Linked DNA regions of Mus musculus: region 2 is linked to region 1. Evidence: chromatin contacts called from public HiChIP or PLAC-seq data. All regions are on one chromosome and are shown on one strand. The core of a region is the stretch at or near the end of the contact, and the rest is flanking DNA. Distances in the headings are between cores, read along the strand shown.

Evidence for each region. HiChIP or PLAC-seq counts read pairs in DNA pulled down with a chosen protein or histone mark.
Region 2: a contact with region 1 is called in an H3K4me3 HiChIP or PLAC-seq map of stem cell-derived neural progenitor cells, with 26 read pairs. The contact joins the promoter of Acbd7 here to the enhancer-like site in region 1. A contact is called at or near these places in 1 of 15 datasets of contacts at CTCF or cohesin (the NIH/3T3 cell line), 7 of 484 Hi-C or Micro-C datasets (LSK cells, cardiomyocytes, embryonic stem cells and 4 more), 7 of 115 datasets of contacts at active chromatin or transcription factors (embryonic limb bud, embryonic stem cells, extraembryonic endoderm stem cells and 3 more) and 1 of 9 other capture datasets (pancreatic islet).

Annotation. Positions count from the first base shown.
Region 1 is chr2:3,137,748-3,144,522 of GRCm38.p6, reverse strand. All of the region lies in intron 1 of Fam171a1 (family with sequence similarity 171, member A1), which reads right to left. Among named protein-coding and RNA genes, the nearest start is that of Fam171a1, 23 kb to the right of the region's middle. Within about 2 kb of position 4,707, at least 50 of the 459 cell types and tissues checked have an H3K27ac peak or open chromatin away from gene starts, as enhancers often do. A contact at or near this core is called in neural progenitor cells, pancreatic islet and stem cell-derived neural progenitor cells, where this site is marked.
Region 2 is chr2:3,334,103-3,340,406 of GRCm38.p6, reverse strand. It overlaps Acbd7 (acyl-Coenzyme A binding domain containing 7), which reads right to left and starts at 4,239. Exons shown (of 4, transcript NM_030063.2): 1 at 4,186-4,239; 2 at 1-74. The coding sequence starts at 4,197.

The sequences.
Region 1 (6,775 bases), core at 3,458-5,957:
CCGCTGTTCAAGGAGACACCACCTCCCATGTGGTGGCAGGAATTCTGAACAAATCTGACTCATGATAAGGGTAAAAATAGGCCAGGCCTCCTACGCTGTGAGGGGAAATCAATATGTATGCTCCAAGATGTTATCGCGCCTCAATAGTGTTGTCATTTGTCATTTAGGAAAAGAATATAAAGTTGAACTAATAATAACATAATTATACCAAAAATGCCACTGTAAAAATCAATCTTGCTAATAAGTTTGTGCAAAAAACCTTTTTTCCACTAAAAAAAATTTACCACATTCATAAAGGACTTTCAATTTTATTTTCAGTTTAGGGGACCAGTGAGTTTGTTGGGTTTGCTTATCAAACTATCCGAGGGGTATCCTAGAGAGGCATAAGTGACCCCCAGACAACTACATCACTAAAGTCTTATACAGCCCATCAGGATGTTGTTCCCATGGAAACTGTATCATAGAGCCCTTTAACAGGATTCAATATTTTTTTAATTAAAAAAATTTTTTTCAATTATGTGTGTGTGTGTGTGTGTGTGTGTGTGTGTGGTGTGTTCCAGTGTGAGCGTGTGGCAGAAGAGATTGTTCATATCCTTTGGATCGTGGAGGGGGGAGGAAGTCTGTGGACAGGCTGAGGTGGATGCTGAACTCCAGTGTTCATGACTGAGCAGCAAGTGCTCTTAACTGCTGAGCCACCTCTCCAACCCCCTTGACAGCTTTTTAAATAGAAGAAAAACAACGTGCAGGCCAATGACATTATTAAAATTTAAATAACAATTAAACACTTTACAAGAGACATGAGAGCTGAAAACCAAAACGCCAAAGTTGTTTGCTTTGTAGCCTGCTGCTAAGGGATCTCCGCCTTTTAAAGCTTGTGCTAGACTCCAGAACACGCCCTTTGTGGGAGAGACTAACCTGTCAACAAAAGCAAACTGTCCACTCCACTGTGCTTCATCTCTCCTCACGGACAAGCTTTATCTTTGTTGCCGCGGAGACAAACAACCGTGGGGGTACAGATATACCATTTCCGCTAATGTGGATTACAAGTCTTCAGATGGGGCCGGAAGGGTGAACTTGGTGGTAGAAACCTTGCTGACTATGCGTAAAGCCTTGGGCTCTGTTCCTAGCACTGCATTAAAAAGGTAAGAAAGGAACAGGATCTTAACGCTGCCAATGAAAATCGGCGTTGCTTTTATTTATCTTCTATTAAGTCTTACATTTCTGAGTTGGCTAGCCTTTCATTATTTACTATGACTGGTGATGGGAAAGAATCCTATTGATCTGTGCAATTGCCTTATCAACAACCAGGGACTTAGCACAGCAGGAGGCATCTTACCTGACAGCTGTGAAATCCTATTCTCACCTGAGCCAATGGTACTGTAGTCTGGGGCCAGAGAGATGGCTTGGAGAGAAGGCTTAGCAGGTAAGGGCACTTGCTTCAAGCTTGAAGGCCTGTATCACTGCTACGATCCACATGGTTTGATGGGGGTGTTTCCTACAAGTTCTCTTTGGCCTTCCTCACATATGCTGTGACACATAATGCTTACACTTACACACACACACACACACACACACACACACACACTGTATAAAAGTGCTCTATCTGCATGCACACCTGCATGCCAGAAGAGGGCATCAGATCACATTATAGATGGTTATGAGTTACCATGTGGTTCCTGGGAATTGAACTCAGGACCTCTGAGCCCCCAAAAAACAATTTAACAAATATCAATACTGTAGTCTAAGGGAGAAAGGAATGATTCCAGTAAGGAAAAGGATGCCTTTCAGATCACAGTACCTCAAAAGTAGAGGTGAGCCACAGGGAAATATATAGACACACACTCAACAAAAGGCCTCCGTCCAGGTGGTAACCAACACTTCTAGGATAACTGGGTATTTTGTACATGTGTTTTCAGCAGAAAAAGTAGGCTAAAAGAGATCCAACATTGTTTGCTTTTTTTTAAATAGCAAAGAGTAGTTTTATCAACAAATATCTATTTATACCCTACATTCAAGAGGGAGAAAACTGGTCCTCATTATCAGTGGCTGTCACACAGGGAGGCTGTGGAGTTTGCAAGAGCAGAAAACAGAAGAAACATTTTCTGTGAGCAGCAAAAATTGGTGTTGCCTAGACTTCAATTTTAAATTGTAATTTTCCTATTCCAATGTTAATAGTTCTAAAATGTGGATATAGTTTGTCTTAGTTAGGGTTTCTATTACTGTTCACAGACACCATGACCAAGGCAACTCTTCTAAGGGATAACATTTAATTGGGGTGGACTTCCAGCTTCAGAGGTCCAGTCCATTGTCATCATGGCAGGAAGCATGGCGGTGTGCAGGCAGGCCTGGCACTGGAGAAGCCGAGAATTCTGCATTTGATCTGCAGGCAGCAGGGGAGGCCTGCCTTTCAAAGGCAGCCAGAAGACTCTGATTCCACATTGGGTGGAGCTTGAGCATCAAGAGACCTCCAAGCCCATCCCCACAGTGACACAGCTCCTCCAATAAGGTCACGCCTCCTAGTAGTGCCACTCCCTATGAGTCAAACATTCAATTGCATGAGTCTATGGAGGGAAACCTATTCAAACCACCACATGTTCTATAATTCACATGGGCACAGGGCATGTGAGTGTTGGTTCTGGCATGCTTTAAATCAAGATAGTATCGTTAATGTTCTCCACTTACTTTAAGCTTCATACAAATATGGTTTTAGTTAAAATGCCAATCAACTCCAAAAGTGATAGAATACTCCCAGGTCAACATATGTCCTCACAGGACTAACATTTTCCATATCAATTCACTATGTACACAGTAACCTAACTATGGGGTAACCTGGAAACAGTGCTGGTAAGAGGTTCTTGGGCCAGCAGGTAATGCATCGGCCTCGAACTCACAGTAGAAGGAAAGAAGTTACTTATAAATGCCCTCTGACCTCTTCCTGCACATGAATATGGCCATTCACACTCGTATCATATAAACATGCACACACATGATGATAAAATGCAGCGTAAACAGACAGATTTTTTGGGCAGGAGACAGAGTTGCATGCTGTAGCCTCTGCTGGGCTCGCCCTTGCTGCACACGCTCCCTGCTTCAGCATCTCAAGTGCTGCTGTTTCAGGTGTGAATCACCTCACTGACTAAGACCTAGGTTCTTCAATTCAGGAGTCACAGCCTGGAGTTGAATTTTCTAAACACAGTGGATACAGACAGAATCGACTATGGCTGGGGAGATGACCTTGTACCACAGAAGGACAGAGCTGGAGTTCCATACTCAGCAAGTATGTGTCTTGGCTCACGACTCTCTGTTTCCAGCTCCAGGGCATCTGAGATCCCTGGCCTCCATGGGCACCTGCACTCACAGGCACATACCCAGACAGACATATGCACATATAATTAATTAAAATATAAATATTTAAAAGTGATTTTTAACACTGTGTACTTGAGCCTTAGCATTGATTGTGGTAAGCATATGACACGCAGGCTTTTACTTTTAAGGGGTAATCAGAGTCCCCTCGTCCCTGCTTTTCTTGCTAATGGAACCCCAGTTTTGTCTGGTGTCAGCTTGGGTGAATGCAGTCTGAAGGCCCAGGTCACGCTGGTGAGGCAGGGTATGGTATGTTCTGAGCCCACTGGGAACTTAGGGAAAGACTTTGCAGAGTCCTTCCTATCTGCACACTGCCCAGCCCCAGCTGTGACCCTCTGGACTAGAGACACCATGCTGAGTTTTAGACAGTGCACTGGCCAGCTGAGGCTGAGCAGCAGTGTTGGTCCCCCGATCATGGAACTAAGTGACTCAGCATCCCAGGTGGGTCCTGAGCAGTTGCTTAGTGATGGTTTCCAGGTTACTGCACAGTGCACTCAGGCCTGAGCCTGGCTGGGGTGGGGATTCCGTGCCCCCCCCTCCCCCCCCCGCGACTGTGAGTATCTTCATGTTTTCATGTTTCCTCCCACTTGTCTGAACGAAGCCAGATACATTTCACACGAGAAAACCTCCATTTCTCTAGTAGGTATGACATGAGAAAATACGGGAGCCTTCTTCCTACTGCTTGTCCAGTTAAGGCTAAGTGGTTTACTAGAAATATGGCTGCCAACAGAGCCTACCTACGTCAAACACTAAGCTGTTCCTTTGAAACATTACCACAGCTGCAAATTGAGAGCTAAAACTTGCACTGCCAGTAATACATGGTGACAGCATTAGTGTATAAGATACAGGGTTCTCCACTTATGTTGAATTTTAGAAAATAATTTAAATAGTTCTGTGAAATATTTGAGACATATTTAGACTAAAAAAATGTTCAGAGTAGAATGTAGCTCATTGATAGAGCAGATATTTAACATGTCCAGGGCCCTAGGTTCCTCTGAGCCAAACCTCTTCATTCACTGCTTTCCTAAAATGCAAGCTGAATTATGTGTTCTGTAGTTTATCTGGCAAACCAACTGATAATCAATTCCAAAATAATTGTCTTGCTTTGTGTTTTTAGGATACTTGGTTACTTTCTTCGTTTGGGGAGAAAGGAAGAACAATATTACAAGGTGAAAATATCTGTAGACCCTGAGTCAGTTGTCTAGTATTCTAAGGCACAGGCCTTCTGAGAATATAGAACCCTCCTCTCTCTCAGGGACTTTTTAAAGGACTAGTTACGGTAAGGCCCTGAACAAAGGACAGAGCAGAAAGGAAACCTCTGTTGCTGGCCACAGCTGAGTACATCTAGCAAACAAAGGATAGATTCAGCCTCCACCGTGGGTCTCTCTGAATGCTCAAACAAACCCCACGTAGAAGACAGAGTGGATGGGATGAAATTGGATCTGCCTAATCTCATAATTATGAACTTCTCTTTCCTCCTCCTTTTTTTTTGGCTTCTGGGAGAGGTGCTGAAAAGACAGAAAAGAGGGAGGAGAGAAAGAAAGGAAACTGGCACCATCAGATCTGCTCTTGACAAACACCATTGAGAGCTAGATGAGGCAAGGGAGGGTCCAGCTTGGGGAGAGACAGATGCACAGTGTGGATGGACAAACAACCACAATGCAGCGTGGGGGTGTGTCCTGTGACCCTCAGCACCCAGGACAAGGCCCAGAATAAGTGGTTGTTTGATACACAGAGAAGAGAGCACACAGGCCTGGAGCTGGAGGACCAGAGATAGTCTCCCAAAGGGATGACTCTTGATGCTGTGAGGAAAGTGACAAGGGTTCGGTGAAGCCAAGATACACCAGGAAGGAGGGAAGAGCAGTTTGCCTAGCCAGTGTGCTTGAGACATACACACATGGAAGACAGCAGCCCAGGCGAGTGGCCATGAGAACCATCTGGACCAGATACTGATGGAGGAGTATCTGGTCCAGAACTGAAGACTAAGTAGAGAGAAAGTTTTTAAGAGGTCAGAAATGGATGCCTGGTTCATTTTTCCTCCAAAAAGGAAACCAAGGAAACAAAGGACCCAAATGAGACTAAGAAAAAAATAGAATTTGTTCATGCAGCAAAGGACCAGGGGGAGATCATCAGAATTCCAAAACAATGATGTCAGACCAAGAACCCTAGATTAGAAATGAGACATATACTTGGGCTGAGCCATAGGAGATATGGAGAGTAGACAGCAGTTGTCCTGGTAACGGAATGAAAGAAATTAGTAAGTTGAGTGCTAGCATCACAGGTTCTTGGGCAGGAGAGGTCTTAAAATCTGTTTAGAGAGGAGACGATGCCACAGGGAGAGGGGTGGACAGTGTGCCAGCACTGGACACTCTGGATACCTGTCGCGGTTTCCAGTCCCACTGAGCAGGGATCAGACACAGCCCAACTCTGTCTGCAGTCCCATGATGGGGACCTGCCACGTATTTGTTCACAGAGGGTGTGGAGGTGGGCGGTTCATGCAGCAGAAGACCAGGGGATCCAGATGCACTTAATTCACTTAGAAGCACACACTAAAACAAAAGCCTCTAAAAAAGGAAACTCTGTTCACTGGGATCAAAGTTTCAGAGGCTAAAGTCTGGAGTAGGGGCTGGGAGTGCAGCCAAGAATCCCTACAGACATAAGCTAGAGAAAGGTCACTTGGGCAGTGGTACCTGAACCACTTGGTACACAGGGACCAAGAGGCAGCACACAGCCAGGGAAGCTGGCCACTCCAAGATCTAGCCCTTCAGTGTATGTATGTATATATATATATATATATATATATATATTTTTTTTTTTTTTTTTTTTTTTTTTTTTTTTTTTTTAAAGCAGGGGACTGAATTGCTGGCTCAGTGATTAAGAGCACCTGTTCTTGCTAGGGACCTGGACTCAAGTTCCAACAGGCACATGGTGATTCACAATTGTCCTTAACTATAGTCCCAGGTTGCACATGATACAGACATACATATGAGTAAAACACTCATACTAACACACATAAAATAAAACAAATAAACTTTGAACACAAAAACCCCAAACAACCCAATCTCAGGGCTGGTGATGACTCAGTGGTTACAAGTACTTGTTGCTCTTGTACAGGACCCAGGTTCAGTTCCCAGCACACTCACAGAGGCTCACAGCCACCCATATCTCCAGTTTCAGGGCATCTGACTCCTCTTCTGACCTCTGAAGGCGCCAGGCATACATGCACAAGCTGCACATACATGCAGGGAAAACACTTAAAACCCATTTTTTAAAAAGCAAATAAAACTGAACCGATATAAGCTGTAAAAGTGCCTGGATCTCAAAGACACTGTACCCTGGGTGACACACTGCTGTACCCTGGGGTCACAGAGGGATGCACTGCTGTACCCTGGGGTCACGGAGGGACGCACTG
Region 2 (6,304 bases), core at 2,990-5,489, 200 kb before region 1:
AGTTCCTTGAGTTCTTCATCTTCCGGTCTGCTTTTCAGCTTCCTCACGTCTTGTGCGGCCTGGTCAAAATCAGCCTAGGGTAAAAGATAGCAAGGACATGCCAACGGCACACGTGTGGTGCACATACACACCTGCAAGACAGGTTCACACATAAAATCTAATTTTTTTAAAATTATGTCTCATGTCAACTGATTTCCAGGAAAATGAAGTTGGTTATCTTACTTTGAGTTGATTAGAAAATGTGTCTCATCCTGAACAAAAGTTTTTTTGGTAATTTCTCCTCCCCTCTTCTCCCCTCCCCTTCCCTCCCCTCTCCTCCCTGCTCTATAACAAATGCTGGAGAGAAATCTCTTTACAGAGAAGAGTGGGTGAGCAGCCATTGTTCTGACAACAGAAGTGGGAATGGGAGTGGCTGCAGGAAAGTGGCTGCTTCAGAAGCCGTGCTTGCAGTGAATCTTGGGTAAGGGTATGCAGGCATCCAGTGTGCAGCACAGACTGGAAAAGCTGCTCCTGACATTCTGGATGGAAATCACTAGGGCTGAACATAAAGGCTGGGTCGAATTCCATCGTGTGTTCCCCAAGATACCCAGAATAAAGGGCAGGCGTAATTTAATTTATGTTACTATCTTAAATTATGTAATTACTTTACATTCACCTTTGTATCTACTCTCAAGCCCTCATCTGCTGACCTAGGGCAGGAGTCAAGTCAGAGACCATTATGTACATCCTTGGTGAGTGGATCAGAGAGTTATCACAGTTGAAACATCTTTACATATGTGGCAGTTGACAGTGACTCTCAAAGCATTCTGGGCCAAAAGAATGCCACCTTCCCTATATTCCTGTGCTCTGGGAGCTGGGCTCTATGGCAGGCAATTCTGTCTCTGCTGAGTAAGATTACAGCGTCTTTGTTGGGTATGACCTTCATCTGCCCATGGAATGTTCATGAGTGTGCTTTAAGGCCCTCCTGTTCCCATCCTGTGTCAGGAATGACATTCACAATGAGCACAGGACACCATATCAAAGGACCGCATGGGACTTCTGGACACTTCTGATCAAATCTCTCCCTTCTGAAGACAGCCCCTGAAGGTGACGCACAGTTGACTTACGTCACCTCCTATAGAAAGTGAGAGCAGTCAGCCCACACATGAGCTTCATAAAGCCCTTTGAGCAGCTCTCCCTTGCTGAACACTGAACTAGGAAGATAATTTTCTCAGTCAAAGAACTTAAGTTATTTGAATCACACACACTGTGTGTGTGCATGTGTGTGTGTATGTGTGTGTCTTCTGATTATAAAATCACCTCTCCACATACACCACTACTCTTGTTTGGTTGGCTGGTTGGTTTTTCAAGGTAGGGTTTCTCTGTTTAGCCCTGGCTCTCCTGGAACTCGATCTATAGACCAGACTGGCCTTGATCTCAGAGGTCCACCTGCCTCTGCTTCCCAAGTGCTGGAATTAAAGGCATGTTCCCCTCCCCCATTTCTGTGGTGTTTGGGGTCAAGGTCAGGGTTTCCTGCAAACATTTTACCACTGCTACATCTCCAGGCCAGGAGAGATACATCCACATCCCCAGCCCCAGCCCCCTGCTTCATCTTCATAATCTAGGAAGGAAACGAGTCTAAGTAAAATGTCCGTCAGACCAGGTGTGAAAGTAAACACCTGCAATACTAACACTAGAGAAGCTGAGGCAGTAGGATCAGCTGAAACTGGAGGCTAGCTTGGGCTACATAGCAAGATTCTTTTTTGAAAAATTAACCCTCCCACCCCCCCACACAAAAAGGATCTGTGTTATAATTTATAAATAAAATTGGGAGATTGTAACTAAAGAAGGAATTCTGTTTTCACTTCCAGAACAATCTGCCAACATTTATACCAGTATTAAAACAACAACAACAACAACAACAACAACAACAACAACAACAACAACAAAGAACATGCCCTCACTTTCGTTTCCATTAGTGAGCCATTAACAACACCCAGAAGGTACATAATGTCTATCCTAACGCCATTTCCATTCTGAAGAGAAAAGGCATTTGAATACCCTAGCCAGCACTAGCTGCTGGCTTGCCAATATGTTTTTTACTTTTATTATAATTTTAAACTTGGATTTTCGAAATCATTTTAGACCCAGGAACAAGTTATCAAAATACCACATCTTTGGTATCTACCGGGTTCCCAAGGTTACGGTGTTTGTAACAAGTACTTACCAGTTCTCTCAGTGTGCTGATGAACTGCCAGTATATGTGTGAGTGTGTGTGTGTGCATCAGTGTGCATGAGTCAATGTGAGTCTGTGTGTGTATATGTATGAGCATGAGGTGTGTGAGTGTGTATGTCAGTGTGCATGAGTCTGTGTGAGCTTGTGTGAGTACTCATGAGTCTGTGTGAGCATGTGTGAGTACTCATGAGTCTGTGTGAGCATGTGTGAGTACCCATGAGTCTGTGTGAAGATGTGTGTGTCAGTGTGTGTGAGTCTGTGTATGTATGTGTGTGAGCATGAGTGTGTGTGAGGGTGTGTCAGTGTGCATGAGTCTGTGTGTGTATGTGTGTGAGCATGAGTTTGTGTGAGGGTGTGTGTGTGTGAGCAATGAGTGTGTGTCTGAGAGAGCGTGGGTGTGTTAGGATTTGCATATGTTGCCTTGTCTATCCTGGAACATCACACTTAAATGATCACCCTACGTTTCTATTGAACCCAGGGACTCCCGAATGCTAGGTAACCTGCAGACTGATCCACACATGCCTCATCCCTTCTCTTAATGGGTTTCTAACCTGCCTTTATCTTTCTCTTCTGCTTGAAGTACTTTGTGGTTTTCCGAAACAGGGTCTCATGTAGCACACTGCTTTGAGTCTGCCACCTAGCTAAGGATGGCCTAGGACTCCTGATTCTCCTGTCTCCGAGTCCTGAGTGCTGGGATGACAGGTGTGTACTGTCACTCCTGACTTGAACTAACACTCCCACATCTAGAATATAATGCATGTTTTGTTATATTACTACATTGGTAAGAATTTCAAATTGAAATAATACACATATGTTTTAAGAACTTTTCATTTGTAACAATTTATTCTTTAAGCATAAACAAAGTGACTTAAACTTTCAGTGACTGCAATTCCAGTTTTCTTTGATCATACTGATGCTGATATCTAGCAAGTATATATTTTTTAAAACTAGAATCTTATTTTATCGAAATGAAAGAACATTTTCATTACAGCAATAATAGATTTAATACATTCAACACTGATAGTAATAGAAACCCACACCCTGTATCAATTTTAATTATTGAACTAAGGCTAGCCTTCAATGCTGCCCTATTGTCAGGGTGGCATTCATATGCCTTAGCTCATTGTCCCTTCGTGATATTCTTTAACTTTTAAATCCTAAAGATTCCCTTCTCCAATGCTGCTTTAAATGCTGCCCATGGAGGTAGCTCATTTAACTGCCTCTCTCCTCTTTTATTTGCTCTATGTTTATTACGGCATATATGCGGGTGCACATGTACCATGGCATGCATTTGGAGGTCAGGGAACAATTGCAAGGGACACTTCTCTCTCTCTACCATGTGCATTCTGAAGGTTCTGATCTCCAGGCTTGCCAGCAGATAGAACTCGTGCGCGCGCACACCTTTCATTATACACACATAGAAAGAGGGCATTTATATATAAAAGCAACCTATATGTGTTTATCTGAGAAAAGGGCTTCCTGGTTTTTAATTCCTATTTATTCTCTTTTCACTCTTATCAATAAAACAGTAAAGTCAGAGCTTTATAATCTAGCCCTGTTATTCAACAAAACACATCTATGAAAATCTCCCGAGGTCCCCAAGAGCAAGGGGATGTGGAGACCCCAATGGATGTCACTTGCTTCCTGGAGTTGTTAAGAGAGAGAGGTGAAGAAGCCCCCGCCCCCAGGAGCTTGTCAATTCTTCAGATCTGGGTAATTTTCCCAGAGGGCCAAACAGGTTGCTATAGAGATCCTGGGTCCTTGTCAACAGATGGTGAAGTACAATATATTGTGAAATATACTGCCCCACACTGCTTAGGCAGGTGTGGGAGTCACTGCAGGGTCGCAGCAGCAGAAGGCTCCTGGGGGTTACCTGCCCCTGTCCTGTCCCAGGGCTACCACACCTCCTCTCGCCCCATCAGAGCGCTTCGGATAATTGCTTTGGCATGGCCTTCCCAGATCTGGCTTACCTGCAAGGACATAATGATGAGACACGGAATGCTGTGACTCTCCCAGCTCAGAGTGAGAGTCCCCGGGGAGCGGGCTCCGCTGCTTAAAGAGCAGTGCTCCTCCTCCGGTCTCTCCTATTGGTTGCTCTCTGGGCATGGAGGACTAATTGGCCACAGGAGCGGGAGGGAGTGTCTGGGAGGTAACTCAGCCCAGTGTCTCGGAGCTCATTTAATCTCCTCTCTCTTCTTTTACTAAGGCGAACTTGCAGGTGCACGCATGCCTCCGCTGCCTCTCCTCAGTTGAGACTGTGGCTGTTTCCTTCCCTTTTCCTTGCCTCTCCATTCTACCTCTGGGTGTAGCGGTGTTAACTATAGCACTGTATGTGCTGAAGTTCTTCAGAGTTGTTCCTTAACCCAGAGAGAATACACATAACACCTGTCACCTGACCTCAGGGATGGCCGATAGCGTCTCTCGGGAATTCGAGACATGGTGTTGGTTTTGTGCTTACATGACTATACACAAATGTTCTGAACCTTACCAGGCGCCTTTTCTCCTTACTGATCTGATCTATGGAAGGGTGGCACTGCTACCCACTGTTGCCTGGGGTGGCCCGAGTGCTCAAGACACCTCCCATTCATATTGCTGCCCTGGACACAGATGTGGCTATAGACACTCCAATGGCACAGACTCGAAGCCTGTGCTTTGACTTGGTATCTCGTTACTAAAGTCCATTCCCAGTTAAGTGACTTTTAAATGTTGGACTGATTGTAGACATGCAGGAAAGGCCATAATGAAGTGGATATTTTGGACAATTACTATACACTAATTAAAAAACTAAAAATAATCGTTATTAACAGTATGTTTGTAGACTCCACAAAACCACAATAGCATACAATGCTGGGCAAAGCTCAGAATTCCATGCAAGCAAGAAGAATCTAGTGTTCAATTCTTGAACATTTTGTTGACAGACTGTATTGTCAGCTCTAATGCTACGATTTCTGACTCAGACTCTTAAGCTAATGTTATATTGTTGTATCCTTTAAATCCAGCAGTTCAAGAATTAAGACAAAAAGAATACTTTCATAAACCTTCTAAGTTATTAAAATATTTTGAGATATTTATAAAATTAACTATGATCATAAATGGTACATTTATAAACTGTTTATTCACAAACATAACTTATTTACAATGTAAAATAAAAGCTATCATTGAAAAGTAAATTGACCATTTAGTGTATATATAGACTACCAAATGCATAGTAATTTAGGGAACTATGGGAAGCATATATTTGTTAAAAAAAAAAACCTGAACATAAACTGATTAAACATAATCATAAACATAAATTGATGTAAATAAAAATAAAATAAATAAATAAATAATAAAATAAAAATAATAAAATAAAAATAATAAAATAAAAATTAAAAACTGAATTGATGTAAAATAAGAGCTATAATTGAAAAGTAAATTGACCATTTGGTTTGGTGTGTGTGTGTATATATATATATATATATATATATATATATACATACATATACACATATACTACTTAGGAAACTACAGGAAGCATATGTTTGCAGAAAAAAATATGAACATAAACTAAAGTTGTGCTACACAAATGGAAAGAAATTACCTTTGAGATATATTCTTTTGGGTAAAATCCTTGTGGAAAGATTGCTAAATTCTCAAATAGAAAACAAGGCCCAAAATAGTAGCGGCTATATATAATTTGTATTAACTTAATTCTGCCACAGCTGTCACTGGGTCATAGTGGTTCCATTTGTCAGACATGTACCATGTGGCAGGCACTGTGGTAAGCATCTTACACAGAATATTCTTCTAATCCTCAGAATAGGCACTATTTTTATCATTTCATAGTTGGCTAATTAACTTGCCTGAGGTGTAGGGACACTAGTTAGTGGGAAGGCTAGGGTGTCAACATAGCAGCCTGGCGGCAGAGGCTTGTAATGTAAGAGCTGGAACTTTGGTGGGACAACACTCATAGCCATTACCTTTTTACTTCTTTATCTTGCCCCTCTTTCTGCCTTTTTTTATTTTTATTTATTTATTTATTTATTTATTTATTTATTTTTCTGTTATGGTGTGTGCAAGTTCTGGCCCCGAAGGCCCAGTCTGCAGCCT